Linked DNA regions of Mus musculus: regions 2, 3, 4, 5 and 6 are each linked to region 1. Evidence: chromatin contacts called from public Hi-C, HiChIP or PLAC-seq and promoter capture Hi-C data. All regions are on one chromosome and are shown on one strand. The core of a region is the stretch at or near the end of the contact, and the rest is flanking DNA. Distances in the headings are between cores, read along the strand shown.

Region 1 (3,140 bases), core at 165-2,664:
ACATGGCCTTCCACCTGCTATGGCCTTAGGCTAGCCTTTGTTAAGGTCATTCGTGGGGAGCCTCAGAACTGTCTGGAGTGTAGTTGAGGAGGGGGTGAAGTGCTGCCAAAGTGGGGAACACTGACAAGAGCTGAAGGCTCCTCTGGTCACGGGAGCACTTGAGTGTGCTTCCTTAGTAGCCTCAAATGTGAGGTGCTCCTCCAAACCCTTCCGTTGCACTCAGAGCAGTCCAGGTGTGTGCACACAGGAGACACTGGACAGTGGCTGGCAGGTCCCCAGGTCCATCTGTCTCTGCTCCTCAGCACCAAAAGTACCAACAAAACAAGTCCTTGGGAAAAACTGTACTGTGCTAGAAAAAATTTCGAAACAAGTCACAGTCCCCAAACCATCAGAATTTAATCCCAGCATTCAAAACGCAGAGGCAGACGGATCTCTATAAGTTCAAGGGCAGCCTGATCTACAAAGCCAGTTCCCGGACAGGCAGGGCTGCTACACAGAGAAATCCTGTCTTGAAAAAAAAAAATCAGGAAACAAACAAACAAAAACTGACTGCCGAGCACTCTCACCTCCTCCCAAACTGGCATGGTAACACAAAGCCGGCAGGACAAAGTGACCCGCCTGCAGCGGATGAGGACTAAGCATAAGGGCCAGGCCTGCCACCTGGAGCTGAGTGACCCCAGGGCAAGGTACAACAAGCCCATCCAGACTGTTTTCAAGTGATGCAGAAATTCTAAAGCTGACTTCACAGTCTGTGTTCACAGCTCCTGGCAAGGCTACCCACTAAACAAGGTTCAATAGGAAGAGAACAGTCATCAAATGGCCCCATCGAGTATCCAAGGAGGCAAGCCAATGACTGTCATAGTCCCTGAACACTACTTCTGCCTGCCAGCTAACCCTCAGTGGGTAAAATTCACAGCCTGCACCTTGCCCCATAGGCAATCTCACTTCACTGAAACATGGAGACCAATAGCCTGGGGCCCGGAGCAAGCTGCCTCCCGGAGAACTACGGCCCCAAACTCCAAGCCAGCCCCTTGGGGACACAGCTGGCAACACCTGAGCAAAGTCCCCATGCGCCAGAGCCACCCTCTCGGGTCCTGGCTCCGCTTCGCCTGCCTGCCAGGCACCCGGCTCTTGAGAGGTGGCCCCCAGCCCTGGGACAGCTCTGGAAGCCCTAGCGGCGTGTCTCCATGGGTGCAGGGGTGTTTGAGGTTAGGTGGACAGGACAGCGTGCCAGGGGCACGGCTGCAGCCCCCGTACCGACGCGGGCGCTTACTCTGCGGCCTGGGCGAGCGCAGCCCTGCCCTCGGCAGGCAACGGGCCAGTGACGAACACCTTCATGAGTCGCGCCGGTTTCATAAGACCCGCAGCAGCAAACACGTACCAGGCTGGCCTTGCAGGAGACGACGGAAGTGTGGGCGGGGCCGGCGTTAGGGGCGGGGCCGGCGCTGGGGGCGGGGCCGAGCCCGGGACCTCTATGGTCTGGTATAGCTGTGGCTGTAGCTTTGGAGACCAAGTGTCCCGGATAGAGGCTCTGTGTTAGTGTGGGTTGAGTGTAGGACTTGGAGAGCCTTCTTTGGTGTGTGTGCTTTCAAGAGTAACATGGCCTCGAGACTGTCAAACACCACTAGGAGCCTGGAGTGAGGGGCATTATGAGGAGGGACCTGTGAGAGAGACCTCTCTGACTATGCTGTCGGTATTGGCAAAGGAGAAAGCCCTGTGAGGCCTATCTTAGCCAAACTATCCCAGAGGCTTCTGGTTAAACACACGGAATTCTAAGCCGAGCCTGACCTGCATGCTGAGGGAGGAGACTGAGGGAGAGGGTCTGAGTCCAGACATTATAGCTTTAATACTTAGAATGATTCCTTACTGGGACTTTACAATTGTGATGATATTTTAGCCCATCACGGGCCACCCAGGCGAGCTAGACACAAGTGCTAACTGTCTGGAAGCAGTTCCTGAGCAAGCAGGGACCAGGTATGCTGAGCCACGGGTAGATCCAGGGTTTGCAGGTAGATGGGACTGAGTCTGGATCTTGGCTTTAACCCTTTCCAGTTGTTTGACCTTTAACCCTAATCTGCATTCCCACCCCTGTTTCTTCAGGCACATCGTGAGGTTAGCATTTCCTTTGAAGGTTGTTTTCACTACTGAACAGGGGTGCTTAGCCTGAGGGTGGCAGAGCTCAAGCTGCAATGCCCAGATGCCTGGGGCTAAATGCCCGATTCACCACCGTGAGCAATTATTAAACGTTGTGTGCCTCCATGTCTTCCTTATCTGTCCCATGGGGATTGTAGTAATGCTTGCCTTGGCTTGTTGAGAGATGAAGTATGTACTGTGCTTATAATAGAGACTAAGGCAGGCATGGCGATTATGCTTATAATCCGGCATTCAAGAGGTAGAGGCAGGACTGTTCAAGGCCAGCCCAGACTTTACGGCAAATGATGCAGATCCTGAAGGCGGTTTAGGACTAGCTCAGGGCCCCAGGCCTGTCCTTCAGCTCTGCAACCTCACTTCAGTCCAAGGGCTGCTCAGTGACTTGGTCTCTGGTCTGGAAGGGCGCCAAGGACAACACAGTGTACTCTTCACTGATTTTATGGGGACCCATGAGGACTCTAGTACAACACACACGCAGTGTTGACAGATGTCAACTGGGCCATTTGGGATGTTTATTTATTTATTTATTTATTTATTTGAAACACATAGTCCCCACCAGCCTCCAGCTAGCAGGAGATGGCCTTGAACTTGCCGGAATTACATGTACCTAGCACACTTCCTGTTCCTATCTGGGTCCAGGCCAAGGCTTTGCACAACCCTTCCCGTCCTAAGTAATACATTAATGTCTCCCCTACTGACCCGTTTGCTAGGTCACTGAGGGGAAAGGAAAGGTCCTGAAATTTGTCAAACATTGACACAAGGTGTTTTCGTGTCCCCAGGCCAGGCCTGCTGGGCTCGGCTCAGCTCTCTCCACATACCCAGGACAGGCAAGGACAGTAGGGCACTGGACACACATGTCAACAGGGGCCGTGTGGGTCGCTCCCTCAAGGCAAATCGTCAGCTGACATTCAGAGGGTACTATAGGTTGGAAAGAATGTGAAAAGAGACCACAGAGCCAGCCAAAGGGCCTACAGCCTGCCCTCCACTTC
Region 2 (3,011 bases), core at 452-2,951, 430 kb before region 1:
GCTGGTCTCCAGTCGAGCTGAGGTCTGAACCCCGGTGGTCATAGGATAGGGAAACTCTGGCGGGGTGTGGGCCTTTTTTCCCTTTTCCCACTTCCCCCGGGCCCCGTTTTTTTGTTCCCACACCTTCTCAAGGGGAAAGCCTCTCATACTTCTGCTTTTGTAGGCTTTGGGTCCATCAGACTCTGACCTCCCTTGGAGGTACCTGCTGCACAGCTGGCACCTCCTCAGGGAGCCATGACTGTACGTGTGGCAGAGGACACTAGCAGTGTGGCCCAACCCAAAATCAGGAACTTATTTTAAGACTTGAGGGTTGGGTGCTGGAGAGGTTGCTTGGTCACTCAGTTAAGAACATACACTGTGCCGGGCCGTTGGTGGCGCACACCTTTAATCTCAGCACTCGGGAGGCAGAGGCAGGTGGATTTCTGAGTTCGAGGCCAGCCTGGTCTACAGAGTGAGTTCCAGGACAGCCAGGGCTATACAGAGAAACTCTGTCTCGAAAATAACCAAACCAAACAAACAAACAAACAAAAAAAGGGGCTGGGGACTTAGCTCAGTGGTAGAGCGCTTGCCTAGCAAGCACAAGGCCCTGGGTTCGGTCCTCAGCTCTGGAAAAAAAAAGAAAAAGAAAAAGAAAAAGAAAAAGAAAAGAACATATACTCTTCTTGAGTCTGGCACCCACATGGGACAGTTCACAGCCTTTAATAATTCCAGGATCAAGAAATCTGAAGCCCTATTCTGGCCTCTCTGGGTACTTATACACATGTGCTAACAGTAGAATAAATCTATTTTCTTTTAAAAAAGAAATGTTTTGTAATTTTTTTTCCTCTTAGGAACTCATTGACTGGATCTCTAGGCAAACTTCCTTAAAGGAGGCTTTGAAATACCAAGATTGACACTCCCGTTTGCTGACGCTAGAAGGCGTGGCCTAGGAGGCGTGGTTTCCGACAGCTTCAGAAACCTGTAAACACTAAGCAGGCTGGGTCACCCACCTGGAACGGTGTGTAATGGTGAGATAATCCCAGTCCTAAGAGGCAAGCTGGTCGCACATTCAGGAGTCTGCTGAAGAGCCTGCCCACGAAGGCTGACTTTGTCCTTTCTGTCCACTGACATTTATCGCCTGTGGTTCTGCAAATCAGAACCATTGTTCAAATGTCACAACATGGAGGAACCCACTCATGGAAGAGACGAATAACTTGCCAAAAGTCACTCAAGGGATGTCACGGCTATAATTCTGACCCGGCTCTCCTAACTCACAGCAGGGTTCTCCTTCCAAGACTCCACAAACTGTGTGTGCATCTAAGGAAAAAGAGGCTAGCTGTATGACCTCATGTACAACTCAGGTGTCCTGTGAAGTGCGGTGACAAAGAGCTCTCCACCAAGCTTTGAGATCGCCTCATCAGAAGCTTTCGCGCCTCCACGCACGCGCTATCTACAGCCCTGGATCTCAACAGACTACACGCTAAATGACGCGCTTGCTGTTTTGTGGAACAACGAGGCCACCGTATAACTTCAGCTTAAGTCAGGGGGGCGGGGAGACTAGCGGCACCCCCACAGCCTGGCAAAAGGTGCGACAAGAGTCAGTACCGGACCGGACGCAGTACAAGGCAGCTATAGCGCTACCCAGACCCTGAGCGAGGCAGGGCCCTGGTCACGTGGCTCGACGACGTCCCGCCCCGCCCCGCCCCGCCCCTGCCTGGGTCGGACCAGTCTGCGCCTGCGCGGGCGCGGGCTCGCTCGCCAGCCGTCCTGCGGGCTTGCGCCCCGGGCCGTGGGTGAGTCCTGGGTGGGGTGCGGTGGGGAGCGGAGGCCGCTGTGCTGCCCTAGCTTCGGGCCAGAGAGAAGGGAGGCTTGAAGCAGGGTCGCGGGCTGCCGAGCTCCAGGTCCTGCGCTCTCCACGCGTCCGGGTCCCGGCAGCTGCGGCCCGGCTCCGGCCGAGGGCCCTGTGGTGCTGCGGCGCGCTCCGGCAGGGAGGCGCCCACAGCTCGGGAGATGCAGGCCCCGGGGGATCGCGGTGGCCCGTGGTTCCCTTTGTCTGCCACCCGCGGGATCGCGGCGGCCCGTGGTATCCGGTGGTGCTGGCCATTCCGCCCAGCGCCTCTCCGTCCTCCCCGAGTGGGCAGATGGAAGCCTGGAGAATGCTCGTTCCGAGGCACCATGTTTCATCACGCAGGAAAGAGTCTAAGGCGGGCGGGTGGGTGGGCGGGCGTCAATTGTTCCCTTCTGTGCGGATTGTTGTAGCTAGCTTAGGTAGAGGATGGCAGCGCCTCGGCCATGTTTACGACTTTTAGCTTAACCTTTGTCTTGGCCCCTACAGGCTGCCCAGCTGGTCCTAGTGCCCACCTTCTGGTTGTCAGTTTTTACCTGTTGTCTATTGAGCAGAATGAATTGTGTGTGGAGTTACCGTACCAAAATGGATCTCCGGCGCCTTTGCTTTGAAAGGATTTGAAGACTCGGATCCAGGGCACATGAGAAACCAGAGTCGTCACCCTTAGCGTTTCTTAGGGCGACATGACACTTCTGACAAGAATTGACTCTAGTCTCCTTTGTCAGATAGAAGCTAAGATAATGGGTTTTTTTGTCACAGCTGTTGCTTTGCATTTGCAGTGGTAAAATCCTGCTGTAACTAGCACTTGAACCCTGCCTGACCCTGGTTTTGTATGCTGACTCAGACCTGCTGACTAGTGGGAATTCACGTCTTTTAAGAATTACAGTCACCCTTTGCCCTGTTTTTGGTCAAAGACCTTTGTACTAAGGTCATATCTGGCTTTTGCATATCCCTGTGGGCTGAAAGTTACATTGAGTATTTAGAATTTACACTGTGCTTACATCACAGAAGTTTGACCCTTATTGGATCAAAGTGGATTTTGCTCCCTTGTGTTAGGTTCGGTGCCTTACAGCAAACTAGAGCAGTCGTAGTAAATACATTTTATAGTAAGTTGCAAAAGATTATCATTTGGAAGTATTTAAATAGGAACCAGTTTATCAGAGTTAAGTTAGTGATCTGAGTGTTG
Region 3 (2,967 bases), core at 239-2,738, 320 kb before region 1:
AGCCCTTGTCTCAAACCCATAACATAAACCAGCTGTGACAGCTTAGGTACTACTAGCACAACGAAAAAAGAAACAGGAGGGTCAGAAGTTCACGGCTCAAGTTCAAGTTCATCCTTGGCTACATAAAGACTTTGAGGTTAGTCTAAACTACCTGGGACCCTGTCTCAAAATAAATCTGTGAAATATATATATTCACAAGTATGTAGCAGCAGATATATAAGAGCATCTAAATGTTTGAGAATTACACCACTCTTCTGGCCAGAGTCAGCAGCATTTTCTATTTCACTCACCGTAATCCAAAATCTACACACTATCTGCACAGATCACTAAGGGCTCTCTCCCTTCTGTCAACTTTCTTTTTTCTAGAGGATTCTATTTATTTATTTATATTTATTTGTTTGTTTGTTTATTTATAGACAGGGTTTCACTATGTAGCCCTAGCTGGCCTTGAACTTGCTATATACTGGTTGGAGACCAGGCAGGCCTCCAACTCACAAATCTGCCCTGTCTCTGCCTCCCACATTCATCCATCCAACCATTCATCCATCCATTCATTCATTCATTCGTTTGTTTGTTTTTTGAGACAAGGTTTCTCTGTACCCTGGTTATCCTGGAACTCCCTCTGGAGACCAGGGTGGCCTAGAACTCACGGAGATCTGCCCGCCTCTGCCTCCCGAATTAAAGGCTTGCACCACCACACCAGAGCCATTTTATTTTTAAAAATTATGTATGTGGCTATGTGTGCATCAGTTCAGTACAGGTGTCTGGAGCTTAAGTTACAGGCAGTCATGAGTCGCCCAGACATGGGTGCTGAGAACTAAACTCCCATCCTCAGCAAGAGCCATCTTTCCTGGTAGCCCCTCCTCCATCATTTTCTTTTACGCTCTGTGGTATACCTATTCCCCAAACATACTAAATATCCCGATGTCTGCATAAACTGTGACCTACCTATTTCCCAAACATACTAAATATCCCAATGTCTACATAAACTGTTAATCTCTGCCCACATGCTCTTCCCTTAGTCTCACACGTCCTCAGATCAGGCATATTTTCACTATCCAACACCACCTACTTATTTTTTGTCTGATTTTTTCACACCGTTCCAATAAAATTAAATGTTCCGTTTACTCAGACTCTCAATAAATACTTGGAGTTAACACCGCCGTCTCCGCCTTAGACCTTTTCTAGCCCAAGTCCCACCTGATGAGCACAAACGCCGTCGCTAAGTGTCCAATCATCCTGTTTGCATAGGTCTCTCATTTTCTCATTCTGAGCCCAACCACCTTCAGCACCAGAACACCTGCTTAGATCCCAGGCTGCAGGGAACGCGGGTCACACTGACTCGCGTGCTGCGACCGAGGAAAGGCAAGACCCAGACTCCCCAGGGCTGTGGGGTGCCTAGGCGTCTCGGTGGGACCCCGCAGTCTCTAGCCAACCCTCAGAACCAGATCTTGGCTTACCTAACACACCTTGCTCAGAAGAGAACACAGTTGGTCCCGCCCCAAAGCCACTTCCGGTTCCTGATCAGCTTTGAGTGGCATTCTGGGAGTTGTAGTTTTCAGTCTAACAACGCACTAGATGATACCAGTAGATTGGCTGGGCTTCTATACTCTGGGTTATCTGTCTGTTAGTTGACGATGGCAATTCCAAGTCCTCGTAAACCTTACATAGCTCAAACAGGTGACTAGTGGCTTTCTGGCGACTTTAAACCAAGCTCTAAACCACCTACTTTGTCTTTTTGGTCAGTATGGGGCCCTTAAGATTCCCTGGGTTTCCCTTCAACCAGCAGGGACTATGAGCTAGCACAGCCCTTTCCTGAGCACACAGTGGTCCTTCTGCCGCCAGGCTGTCCAAGTTCAAAGCGCAGACAAGACTTAGCAGGCAAAGAGTCTAGTGGCTAGTTACATACCTTGAACATCTCCCTTCACATATCAACTCAGAAATAGGCTCAGATGCGTGAAGCGACTAGTCCAAGTCTTGTCTTTACTTTTCTTTTTTTAAGATTTATTTTTGTTCATATGTATGGGTGTTTTGCCTGCATACACATGTGCATTTCATGCATGCTTGGTACTTGGGAAAACCAGAAGAGGGTATTGGAATCCCACTCCCCCGCACCTCTCCAACCTGCCGCCCCCATCGGAACTGAAGTTACAGAGAGTTATGAGCAGTCATGTGGGGGCTGGGAACCAAACCTAGGTTCTCTGCAAGAGCAACTGTAGTGGCTATTCCTGGTTGTCAACTTGACAATATTTGGAATGAACTACAATCCGGAATTGGAAGGCTCACCAGTGACCCTTATCTGGAGGCTTGGAGATCCTTATCTGGGTCTTGGTTTGAAGATCTTGAGCCATAGTGGCTATGGATTCCAGAAGATTGAATCTCCGAGTTTAAGGAACACACCTTTAATCTGGGCTACGCCTTTCATCTGGGATTAAAGGTGTGGTGGGACACACCTTTAATCTGGGCTACACCTTCTGCTGGAGACAATATAAGGACATTGGAAGAAGGGAGTCTAGCTCTTGCTCTTGCTCCTTCGCCTGCTTGCTGCGTGAGACTGAGTAACTGCTAGATCCTTGGACTTCCATTCACAGCTGCGACTGAACAATTGTTGGGAATTGGGCTGCCGACTGTAAGTCATCAATAAATTCCTTTACTATCTAGATACTATCCATAACTTCTGTGACTCTAGAGAACCCTGACTAATACAGAAGTTGGTACCAGGAGTGGTTCTAGAGTAACAGAAGTACAAGGATGAATCTTTTAAAATACTGGAATTGGCTTGTTGATCCACCAGCACTTTCAACTATTGAAACCTCTCCAGATTCTCTCCCTCCTGGGAGCTCAGAGAATTTTGAAGACCCATGGTTGAAACTATATTCTGAACTTAAAGAAGCTAATGACCTTGATTTTCTTAATGAATTAGGTGATTCAGTGCACAAAGCTTTCTACAAGATGGGGAAAAAATCG
Region 4 (2,864 bases), core at 5-2,504, 360 kb before region 1:
CTTGATATATTGTGATAAGAATGTTATTATGTCATCTTACCGTGGAGCCACAAGCAGTATTTTAAACTTGTTGTTAAACTTGTGCACTCACAAGACAGAGTACTACTAAATTTCCCTGGGGTAGTCTGAAAATTCCCTATGGCTTGAAGTAAACCAAGAGCAATCATCTTAGCAGTCTAAGCATGCAGTCTATCCCACAAAATGGCCCAAACCCTGAGAAGCGGATTTCTGCAGTCTTAGTGTCTTTCTAAAGCCTTCATTTGTCTCCTTCGTGGCAGGATCTGGCACACGGTCCAAAGAGTCTGCAAGTTTTCTACCTTTCACATAAATTCAGATCAGAACAAAGCCAACTGAGGATCACAGGAAAACGACGAGCATTTCTTTAAAGCCTATTTGTTTTGGTGTACCAGAACGCCCTAGTTGTGTACTGGCTCCGACTGACCTGAAGCGACGGCTTAAAAGTAGTTCTCTTTCCCCGAGCCTCCAGGACCCCGAAGGGAAGCACTGGGCCTGCCTATCCCAACAGGCCAGGCCAGGGCTCATAGGTGACAAAGTACCGGGGGGCACGAAGGCCAGCGGCTGCGGCCAGCCTGAGCGGAGGGAGCCCGCTGGGGTGTAGGAGCTTACCCGTCCGGAGAGTACTCGAGGTTGAAGACAGCACCGTGGGTGCGGGTGCTGAGGTACACCGAGTCTGCGGGATGGATGGACCCATACAGGTTAGTCATCGTGCGGAAATTGTCCCGAGCCGGGTCCACGAACAGCCCGCGACCGAGGCTTCGCTCTCTCAGCCACCCGAACAGTCTGGCCCCGGGGCCGCCCAGGCCTGCGCCGAGGCCCTGCCGGCTCCGCCCGCCCGCCCTCCAGTCCGGCCTCGAGCGTCTGCGCGGCGAGGAGGAGGGTGACAGCTTTGCCTGCGACGCCGACGCGGTGGCGGCGGACAACTCCAGAGCTCCGGGAGCCGCGAACTCTCCGGCGCGCTCGGCTGGGGACACCGCGGGGCCGCCCGGGAGGCGAGGGCTCCCGGCGACCGGCGGGGGAGAGGCCGCGTCAGCTCCTCGCTGCGGAGACGCCGGTCGCGGAGCTGGAGAGGGCGGTCTGGAAGCTGCCGCCGGCCCTCCGAGAGGCGGCGGCTCCTCGGCTCCAGCCGTCTCGTCCCCGCCCGGGCTGTGGGGCCCGAAGGGAAACATGACCAACGCCCCCGCCCCCTATTCCGGGCCGCTGTCCCGCCGCCCGACAACTCAGCGCTCCCGCTCCAGCCGCCACTTCCGGGTGTCGCGCCCTAAAGCCGCCGGCTGGGAAACCCGCGCCGCCGCTAGGCTGCCCTCTGCCGGGGACGTAAAAGCAGGGACACCACCGCCGGGTGCGCCACAACCTAGGAGGACTGTGAAGTCAGGATCCACGAGCCCTGTGTGTGCAATGTAGGGCACACAGAACCCGACTACAACCAGCAGAGAGTCGGCCCTCAGCTGTCAGGGAGCACTGGCTGGCTGTGTGCCGGACCAGTCCTACCAGACTGGGTCGGATTATCTACTGTTGTCCTTACACTGAAATGGAGCAGCAAGAGGGGCTGGGGGAGGGGACGGTGATTACTGTATTATATGTAGGTCACACAGTAAAGCTCTTGGCACACTGCCTACTTACTCAGCCTAGAACTCTATAAAGATTCAAGAGCAGTCGAATTTAAAAAGCATTGGACTGTACAGGGCCTAGACTAAAGGAATCTATTGATGTCATACATATCTGCCCAAATCTTGGTTGCTGCACAGTAAGGGAAATCTTTATCAGGGTTAGAGCCTTCTTCTCTTCCCCGCAAAAAGAACATACGTGCAGCTAGGAGTAAATGAGGGGAGCTAGAGATCAATCAATTCAAATCCACAAAGCCAGAGCCCACTGTCCGTCATACTCATACTACATCTGCCAAGCACTGCCCGGGCCTTGACGATATTCCCCTGTCTCCGCCCCTGCTGCCCCTGATGATATTCCCCTGTCTCCGCTCCTGCTGCCCCTGACGATATTCCTCTCTGCTCCAGCTGCTGAGTACCTCTTTTCAGGGAACTCATTAACAGGGAATAGAGGTTTCCAGTGCAGGGAAGTTTAGTCCTCAAAAAGGATAGCCCGAGGTAAAAGGAAAGGCAGATAGATAACAAACAAAACAAAATAAACCCCAACCAATTCTGTAGGTCTGTAGCGTTGTAGGGAGTTTACGTTTTAGTGACTGTGATATAAACCTGGAGGATGTGCCAACCCGTGAAGACAGACCTGGAAGATGTCTGCAGAAAGGGACTTAGATATTCAATGGTTGAACTTTAGACAGAAAATCAAGAAATCATCATTCGGTCTGAATTGGCTCCACATAATCAGATTTCACAGTGCAGGGCATTCCCCATGAAAAGCATACTAAGGTCCCAAAGGCATTGAAGAGCTGTTCACTGGGCTGAGGATGTGGTTCAGCGGTGGAACGTTTATCTAACGTGTGTGAAGCCCTAACTTCAACCCCTAGTACCGTAGAAAAGAAGAAGAAAAAACTAACCATGTTCACTGACAATTTAGAGAATCTAAGGAAAGAAAATTGGAATAAACAAGAGTTTATAAGTTTACATGTTCTCTGTTCATGTCATAATGACTCTCAAAAAGTTAAATTGTGAATAAGCTCAAGGCAATGGTGGTTATAGCACAGAATAAGTAAGTTAGTAATATGTGGTTTTAAAAATGCTTGTATTTAATATGTGAATATTCATTTATTCCAGATATTTTTACTGAAACCTAAAATAAGAGCATATTACATTAAAACTATGACCCTAGGGCTGGAGAGATGGCTCAGAGGTTAAGAGCACTGACTGCTCTTCCAGAGGACCAGGGTTCAA
Region 5 (3,007 bases), core at 108-2,607, 270 kb after region 1:
ATCTGCTCAGTGAATTTGCGATGTCCGGTGCCCACTGACCCCTCCCCCTATCCTCGAACTCTAGGCTCTCTCCCCTAGGTTGCAGCCCAGCCTCGTGACCACCCCCCTCCAAAAAAAAAAAAATCAAACAAACACTCTCGGAGAGCGATTCACTTTCCGAAACTGCCATTGTCCAGTGGCCCTAGAGCGCTCACCCGCCCTGGAGAACCTTCCCCTGCGACCACCCCCGCAACGGGGCTCTATAGGCTTCTCGCGGCCAAACCCAGCCGCTTGGAATTCAGACTGGGGAGGGAGCAGAGTAGAGGAGGCTTGAGCTCGGACGGCAGGGAGCGAGGTTGGACACCACACCTTTACCTAGTTCCTCTGCAACCGATTTTCTCTCTGGAAAATCAAGTCTGGGAACTCGGGGATGCTACAAGGTCTCTTGGCCCGAGGGCAGTGGGATTCCATTTAGGGGCCTGGGTAAGGTGTCCAGAATTTTTGCCTGTTCTCCGAGCCTGCTAGGATGGTTCTGCTTGGCCCGGGTGCTCCAAAAGCAGAGGACCGGGTTTTATCAGCAGCTTTCCGCTGAACCTCTGGGCTCTGGGGTAAAAAGGGTCGAGTTCTAAAGGGGAGATCTGGGACCTGGTGGCTGAATGGGACCTAGATACTGTAGTGATCTGAAGCTGCCCTGGAAGATGAGCCCAGCAGACCTATGGAGGTTGCAATTGAGTTGGGGGTGGGGTAGTTGGGAACCCCGAGGGCGGGCGCCGCCCTAGGGGTGAATCTGAGGATGCTGGAGCATCCCCTGTGGTTGACAATTGTGCTAGTACAGGGTTCAAAACCACTTGCTTGGCAGAATTGTTCTTTCTTTAAAATAAAAAAATGGGCCTACTGGCCCTCACAAAGCAGAGTTTACATGTAGAGCAAAAGCGCACAGGGCCGCGACCCCCAGACACAGGTTTGGAAGCGGGTACGACCCTGTGACTCAGGTTCTCCTTCCCCTAGGCGCGCGACTAACGCCGGGCCGGGCGCAGTCTGAATCTTTCCTTCCCTGCCCCCAACCCCCTATAAAAGTCCAAGGCGGCACCGAGGCGGCATTGCTGCTCTCTGGGCCTCTTGCACACCTTCGGCCAGGCCTGGTCCGCCCCGTCTGGCACGCTGGGCAGGCCGCAGAGCTGACACCCTTTCCCTGGTTCTTGGCCCGCAGTGCGGGGCGGTGCGCCGGGGGCGCGACGTGTCTGGGGACATCTTGTGATGTTGGCGAGAACAGGACATGATCTCACATGGCGAGAAGCTCTTTAGTTCCTTAATCATTTCACGGTGCCTTCGGACGCTTTTTTTCCACCTAAAACGTTTAGTTTCAGCTCAGTGATCAGCTACCCCAGCTCGGCGGGGGAGCGGAAGGCTTCAATTATTCCGACTTGTGAGCGGGCCCCAGCACCAAAAAAAAGAAAGAAAGAAAGAAAGAAAGAAAGAAAGAAAGAAAGAAAGAAAGAAAGAAAGAAAGAAAGAGGAAAGGAAGAAAGAAAAAGAGGGAGAAAAGAAAATAAAACAAAGAAAGAAAAAAGAAAAGAAAAAAGAAAGAAAAGGAAAAAAGACACCCCAAAAAAAGTGGAAACTTTTCCTCGCTGTCCATTTCATCAAGTCCTGAAATATCGAAATGGATTTAGAGAAAAATTACCCGACTCCTCGGACCATCAGGACAGGTAGGAACACCGCGAAACGGGATTCATCCATGCTTACTCTGGGACACTACCCAGTGCTAGTATCCATGCTAATATCCATGCAAGAAGAAAGGTGTGTGTGTTTGTGTGTGTGTGTGTGTGTGTGTGTGTGTGTGTGTGTAGTTTTCTCAGGAAAAGGCCTGTCCTTCTACAGTGCGTTCACATGGTTTTCACTAGTCCGTCAAGGTGTCTTCAAGGAGGCCTGTTTTCTTTGGTTTTGTTTGATTCTGTTTCTGATACTTGTGTTGGTGTTAATCTGGAGATGTTCAAGTTTGGATCTGTGTGCTCACTTGAGGAGATCAATGTGTGCAGGAGTTTGTGTTACCCCAAATAGGTGTTCAGTTTGAGTTTGTACGCCTGTTGGCATCTTTACTAGCTTGTATCTTGCCTTGAGCATATTAGCATGTGTTTATGAGTTAGTGTTTGTGTGCGTTCTTTTTAAGACTCCAAGATGTGTGTTTGTGTAAATTCTGTGTATATAGTTTGATAAGCATCTCACTCACTGGACATCTACTGCTTAAGAGGTCTGGTCATCTCTATATCCCAAGTGATTTTGGAAGTAAGAAAGAGGTGGTTCTCTGACCCCTCCATTTTTGGATGTCAACAGCTGCCCAATGTGTACATACCAATACATACAAAAGTGCTTGTCTCTAGCACTGGTATAGCTCTGGGGCCTACTAGGGGTATAGTATACAACACATGTGCTGCCAGGCCTAAGTCTTATAATATTGAGAGATAGAATCAAAAGTGATGTGAATTCAGGGCAATTAAGCTCTCACTGTGCAGTGTGCACTGTCTCATTAGTGTAGTGTTGCATTTAGCATTTGTGTACAAGGGTCTCCTACAGCAAGCACAACTTTGGTAGGTAAGAACAGTCTGTGGACTACTGATGACATTTTGACAGTGTACACACACACACACACACACACACACACACACACTCCAATCCCTTGCCTTTAGGCTGTCACCTAGATTAGCCTCTGACATTGTGTGTGTATATATGTCACACTGTATGCTCAGGCTTTGTCCTGTGGGTGCTGCTCCAATGAAGGAGAGCACAAGTGGGTGGGTATGTGAGCCTAGCCTGGTCATTCAGCTGGGGTTACTGTATGTACACAGGCCTTCTTGGCACAGTGCCCCTGTGCCTCCCAGAGGCCCATGCAGTGGGTAGCAGGATATGTTTATGTTTGAGATGTGGCAGGGCAGTAGGCCTCTGTCTATGCTAAGACATAACATGGTATGCCATCCTGTTTTGCTCCTTAGACTCTTGGGCCAACCTGTACACTAACACTCTGAGCAAT
Region 6 (3,225 bases), core at 110-2,609, 310 kb after region 1:
CCTTGAATGTAAGAGGTCAGTGGAGTGAGAATCTTTTCACCAGCTCAGAAAGCCAAAGGATCCAGGCCCCGTGTCGATGCTGGGCCAGAGACTCACGATGAGGCAGCTAAGGTATGCTGCAAACAGACTGCTGCCTTTTTAGGAAGGGCACAGAATGAAAGCCAGGACGCTGAGGTGCCAGTCTGTTAAAATAATGCCAAGTTCAGTGTGACCCCATAGTGAGGTTGGGGCAGTTGGCTGTGGGTTCCTCTCAGGACTGTTCCTGTTGCTAGGGTGTTTTTGTATCCCTGGTGGTGCCTTTTACTTGGGAGTGCCTCTCATGTTGGGTTTTCTTGGTTCTGTGTATTTTGTATTAGTCGGCACACTTTCTTTTCTCTGCTTATTTTTCACTCTCTCTTTCTTACCAACCCCGACTCCTGTCATTTGGTCAGAGGTCCCAGGTCATCTGTGCCTAGCAACCCCCTGGAGGACTGTGGTGTGAAGGGTTGGGAGGACCAGGCTCAGCACTCATCCTAGCCACAGGCTCTGGTCTCTCTGCCTTCCCTTGGACATATTTCCTGCACTCTGAACAGAGGATGGACAGAGTCGGGGAGCTAACTGTCAGATTTTAAAGAAGAGACAGGGATGAACAAAGCTGGACCCTTTTGTCAGGAGTTAGCAGCAGCCTTTGCCTATAGATCTTGCCCCAAGATTTCACAGGCCTGTGATCTCAGGGGAGCCCTGCTACCCAGGGTTGCTGAGGCGTCCACAGGTTCTGGGGCATTCTTAAGACGGGGCTAGAATGCTCTGAGGACTTCCTGTAGGGGCTTGCTGTAATGAGAACTTGAGTAATCTGGTCTTTGAACCTGTATTTTGTCATTTGGAAAGGACAGGTGGCAAGAGCCTAGTGGATTACCGTGAGGTTAAAGGAAGTGGCTCCCTGAGGGGTTTGGGTAAAGGCTTCATAAATGGTCAGTGGGGGCTTGAGGATGTGGGGACGGTCATGGTGGGCGCGGCCTCAGGCGTGGGATGGCTCCAGCCACAGTACAAGCTGAAACTCACAGGTCTGCCTGCCACTGATTTCCTGTTTATAACAGTCAAGGGTTGGGGTGGGGCTGGGGGGTACTGAAGGAGTGGAAGGAGGGCAAGCTGGGGAGGCCATGTCATCTAGGCTGAACAACAGTGCCCCCAGGTGTTGGTTGCAAAACCAGGGGCCACCCCATGACATTTCTTTTCTTTCAGGACCCTTCCATTCCCTTCAGTTTCCCACTCTCCTTTATAGAGGAAAAAAGGGCTGAGCACGGCCTCAGTTTCCCATGGAGGCAGGCACAGGGTGCACACCAGGCGCTGTTCTCCAGGATAGGGGACAAAATCAGAGTGCCTGGGGCTGGAGGGCTGTCTGTCTCAGGGCTTCTGTGGCTTGTGTCATGGAGAGCAGCTAGGAGGTTCTGGCACGTGAGAAAACAGGCTGGGCTGGAAGGAGTCCAAGTAGGTCACATGGTAAACCCTAGAAAACCTGGATCCTCAGAAAACCCTTGATGTCCTCTGTGGTCATCGCTGTTAAGAGCCATTGTGACCTTATTAGGTAAGGTGCCCTATTGTGGCGTGAGGGGCTCCCCCGCTGATTCTCACCTGAGCTTCTCCCTAGCCCTCCTCTCACTCCTCAGAGCTTCCAGACCCGTGTGTTCTCTGCCATCACGCAGCAGAACTCTCCCTCTGGCACGGGCTGCCCAAGAAGTTGCGTAGCCAGCCTGTCTGGGTTGTCCGTAGCTGGCTTAGAGTAGGTGTCCAATGCTGGCTATCTGACCTTCACAACTCGCTAAGCCCACACATGCTTCCGGGGTCAGCATGGAACCCTGGAAAGCAGGGAACTTTGGCTGTAGGGAGGTACTCCTTCTCACAGTAGCTTTTAGGGGGCAGGCAGGTGGCTCCTGCCGTTTCTTTGTGGCCCTTGTTGGGACATTCCTGGCTCTGTGAGGAATGTCCTGTACTGTCATCTAGATGGCCTCATCCCTGAGTTCTCTTGTACAGGCTAGAACCAAGGTCTTCTTCAGTTGCTGCTGCTCAACGTTCAGAGCTTGGTGGCAGCGGGCTGGCTGTGGGTCATGATTTCATCTGAGGGTGAAGTCAGATCTGGGACTCTGGGGGTAACCACCCTTTGGGTTTCTGGGTGACTGCTCTCAGCTTGCTCTAGCACCTGAAACTGTGCTAGTTTCTAAGCTCCAAGAACCTAATGCTTCTAGAATCTAAGTCCAGACCCTAGAGAAAGGAGTTCTGTCTAGCCGAAGACCATGGGTGGCAGGCCTCAGCAGGGGCCAGGGGGTGTGTCTGCTTGTGTGCAAGTGTGTGTGTGTGTGCACCCTTGAAGTCAGAGGTGTGGGCAGTCCAGCACAGGGTTATATACTCCGGGACAAGAAGCTTTGGCATCACCGAAGAACGTGTTGGGGCCACAGAGATGCTAAGGGCTGTATGTCTAGTTCCCAGTCTGGTTGGCTCTTCTTTCTCATCCAGCTTTTGAAGCCATCATCGATTCAGCTGAGACCCCCCCAGGCAGCCAACTAGCTGTAAGGGGATCCTGGTTGAAGAGGCCAGGTGGTCTCTTGTGGGGCTTCGTGGGCCTTTCCCTCAGACATGGGGCCTGCCCCATGGGTGTGGGGGGGTTAGGTTTCAGTTCCTCCCAGTTCTGGTTCCTAAGTTTCACTTTGATTCAGAGAGAGAGAGAGAGAGAGAAAGAGAGAGAGAGAGAGAGAGAGAGAGAGAGAGAGAGAGAGAGAGAGCCTGCCTATGTGGGAGCCAGAGCTGATGATCCTCCCACCTCCCTCTATTTACATGCCTGCTTAGCCCAGGCCTCCCATATTTCCCCAGACTCTAGCTCCCGTGCCCTGCATTTGTGTTCAGGGATGCCTAGGGATATATGACAAGCAGTTCTCAGGTTTTGGGGCCCCTTTAAACTTAAAAAAATTTATTGAGGACTAATTAAGGAGTAAAATTGAATTATTTATTGACCTATTAAAATAATAATAAACAACACATGTTGAGATAAAAGCTGTTTTCTAAACTGAAAATCTAGCAGGAGAGGCACTGTCTTACACCTGCGCAAGCTTCCTTAGTGTCTGGTTTGACAGAAGACAGCTAGAGTTGAAAAGATGCCTCTGGACTCACTGTCACAATACCATACATATCCTAGGCTCTGGAAAGTGCCACCCTGTGCTTTCATCGTGAGTGAAGGCAAATGACCCTGTGGCA

What was found. Promoter capture Hi-C pulls out the DNA fragments that hold promoters and counts their contacts. A called contact is a pair of places that touch in the nucleus more often than the background predicts. HiChIP or PLAC-seq counts read pairs in DNA pulled down with a chosen protein or histone mark. Capture Hi-C pulls out chosen DNA fragments and counts their contacts.
Region 2: a promoter capture Hi-C map of liver shows a contact between it and region 1, with 8 times the contacts expected there. The contact joins the promoter of Slc25a51 here to the promoter of Grhpr in region 1. A contact is called at or near these places in 5 of 39 promoter capture datasets (embryonic stem cells, liver, neutrophils and 1 more), 9 of 484 Hi-C or Micro-C datasets (CD8 T cells, LSK cells, Th1 cells and 4 more), 8 of 115 datasets of contacts at active chromatin or transcription factors (double positive thymocytes, extraembryonic endoderm stem cells, hepatocytes and 5 more) and 1 of 9 other capture datasets (macrophages).
Region 3: a contact with region 1 is called in a promoter capture Hi-C map of adipose tissue, with 3 times the contacts expected there. The contact joins the promoter of Trmt10b here to the promoter of Grhpr in region 1. A contact is called at or near these places in 3 of 39 promoter capture datasets (the C10 cell line, HPC-7-derived erythroid cells and liver), 4 of 15 datasets of contacts at CTCF or cohesin (CD8 T cells, embryonic stem cells and stem cell-derived epiblast-like cells), 34 of 484 Hi-C or Micro-C datasets (B cells, CD4 T cells, CD8 T cells and 20 more), 6 of 115 datasets of contacts at active chromatin or transcription factors (bone marrow-derived macrophages, embryonic stem cells, hepatocytes and 2 more) and 4 of 9 other capture datasets (adipose tissue, embryonic stem cells, liver and 1 more).
Region 4: a contact with region 1 is called in a FOXA1 HiChIP or PLAC-seq map of pancreatic cancer cells. The contact joins the promoter of Dcaf10 here to the promoter of Grhpr in region 1. A contact is called at or near these places in 2 of 39 promoter capture datasets (the C10 cell line and neural stem cells), 2 of 15 datasets of contacts at CTCF or cohesin (CD8 T cells and the NIH/3T3 cell line), 3 of 484 Hi-C or Micro-C datasets (B cells, embryonic stem cells and erythroblasts), 9 of 115 datasets of contacts at active chromatin or transcription factors (the 230-238 cell line, astrocytes, bone marrow-derived macrophages and 3 more) and 3 of 9 other capture datasets (embryonic stem cells, liver and pancreatic islet).
Region 5: a promoter capture Hi-C map of pre-B cells shows a contact between it and region 1, with 4 times the contacts expected there. The contact joins the promoter of Pax5 here to the promoter of Grhpr in region 1. A contact is called at or near these places in 9 of 39 promoter capture datasets (the C10 cell line, embryonic stem cells, epiblast stem cells and 3 more), 1 of 15 datasets of contacts at CTCF or cohesin (large pre-B cells), 14 of 484 Hi-C or Micro-C datasets (the 63-12 cell line, B cells, CD4 T cells and 5 more), 10 of 115 datasets of contacts at active chromatin or transcription factors (the 230-238 cell line, astrocytes, embryonic hindbrain and 4 more) and 4 of 9 other capture datasets (adipose tissue, embryonic stem cells, liver and 1 more).
Region 6: a contact with region 1 is called in a Hi-C map of B cells, with 35 read pairs. The contact joins the enhancer-like site here to the promoter of Grhpr in region 1. A contact is called at or near these places in 8 of 39 promoter capture datasets (the C10 cell line, the HPC-7 cell line, cranial neural crest and 4 more), 2 of 15 datasets of contacts at CTCF or cohesin (large pre-B cells and pro-B cells), 10 of 484 Hi-C or Micro-C datasets (B cells, CD4 T cells, the G1E-ER4 cell line and 4 more), 7 of 115 datasets of contacts at active chromatin or transcription factors (the 230-238 cell line, embryonic midbrain, embryonic stem cells and 2 more) and 1 of 9 other capture datasets (embryonic stem cells).

Annotation. Positions count from the first base shown.
Region 1 is chr4:44,979,668-44,982,807 of GRCm38.p6, reverse strand. It overlaps Grhpr (glyoxylate reductase/hydroxypyruvate reductase), which reads right to left and starts at 1,414. Exons shown (of 9, transcript NM_080289.2): 1 at 1,274-1,414. The coding sequence starts at 1,356.
Region 2 is chr4:45,407,456-45,410,466 of GRCm38.p6, reverse strand. It overlaps Slc25a51 (solute carrier family 25, member 51), which reads left to right and starts at 1,701. Exons shown (of 3, transcript NM_001009949.3): 1 at 1,701-1,772. It overlaps Gm46852 (a long non-coding RNA gene), which reads right to left and starts at 1,077. Exons shown (of 3, transcript XR_001784277.2): 1 at 990-1,077.
Region 3 is chr4:45,295,689-45,298,655 of GRCm38.p6, reverse strand. Trmt10b (tRNA methyltransferase 10B) reads right to left here and starts at 1,488. Exons shown (of 9, transcript NM_027266.4): 1 at 1,461-1,488.
Region 4 is chr4:45,340,491-45,343,354 of GRCm38.p6, reverse strand. Dcaf10 (DDB1 and CUL4 associated factor 10) reads right to left here and starts at 1,254. Exons shown (of 7, transcript NM_153167.2): 1 at 628-1,254. The coding sequence starts at 1,187.
Region 5 is chr4:44,709,044-44,712,050 of GRCm38.p6, reverse strand. Pax5 (paired box 5) reads left to right here and starts at 1,357. Exons shown (of 10, transcript NM_008782.3): 1 at 1,357-1,688. The coding sequence starts at 1,643. RefSeq lists a promoter at 1-1,125.
Region 6 is chr4:44,670,630-44,673,854 of GRCm38.p6, reverse strand. All of the region lies in intron 5 of Pax5 (paired box 5), which reads left to right. Among named protein-coding and RNA genes, the nearest start is that of Gm12462, 9.0 kb to the left of the region's middle. RefSeq lists an enhancer at 765-3,225. Within about 2 kb of position 1,359, at least 42 of the 459 cell types and tissues checked have an H3K27ac peak or open chromatin away from gene starts, as enhancers often do. A contact at or near this core is called in the 230-238 cell line, B cells, centroblasts and 1 more, where this site is marked.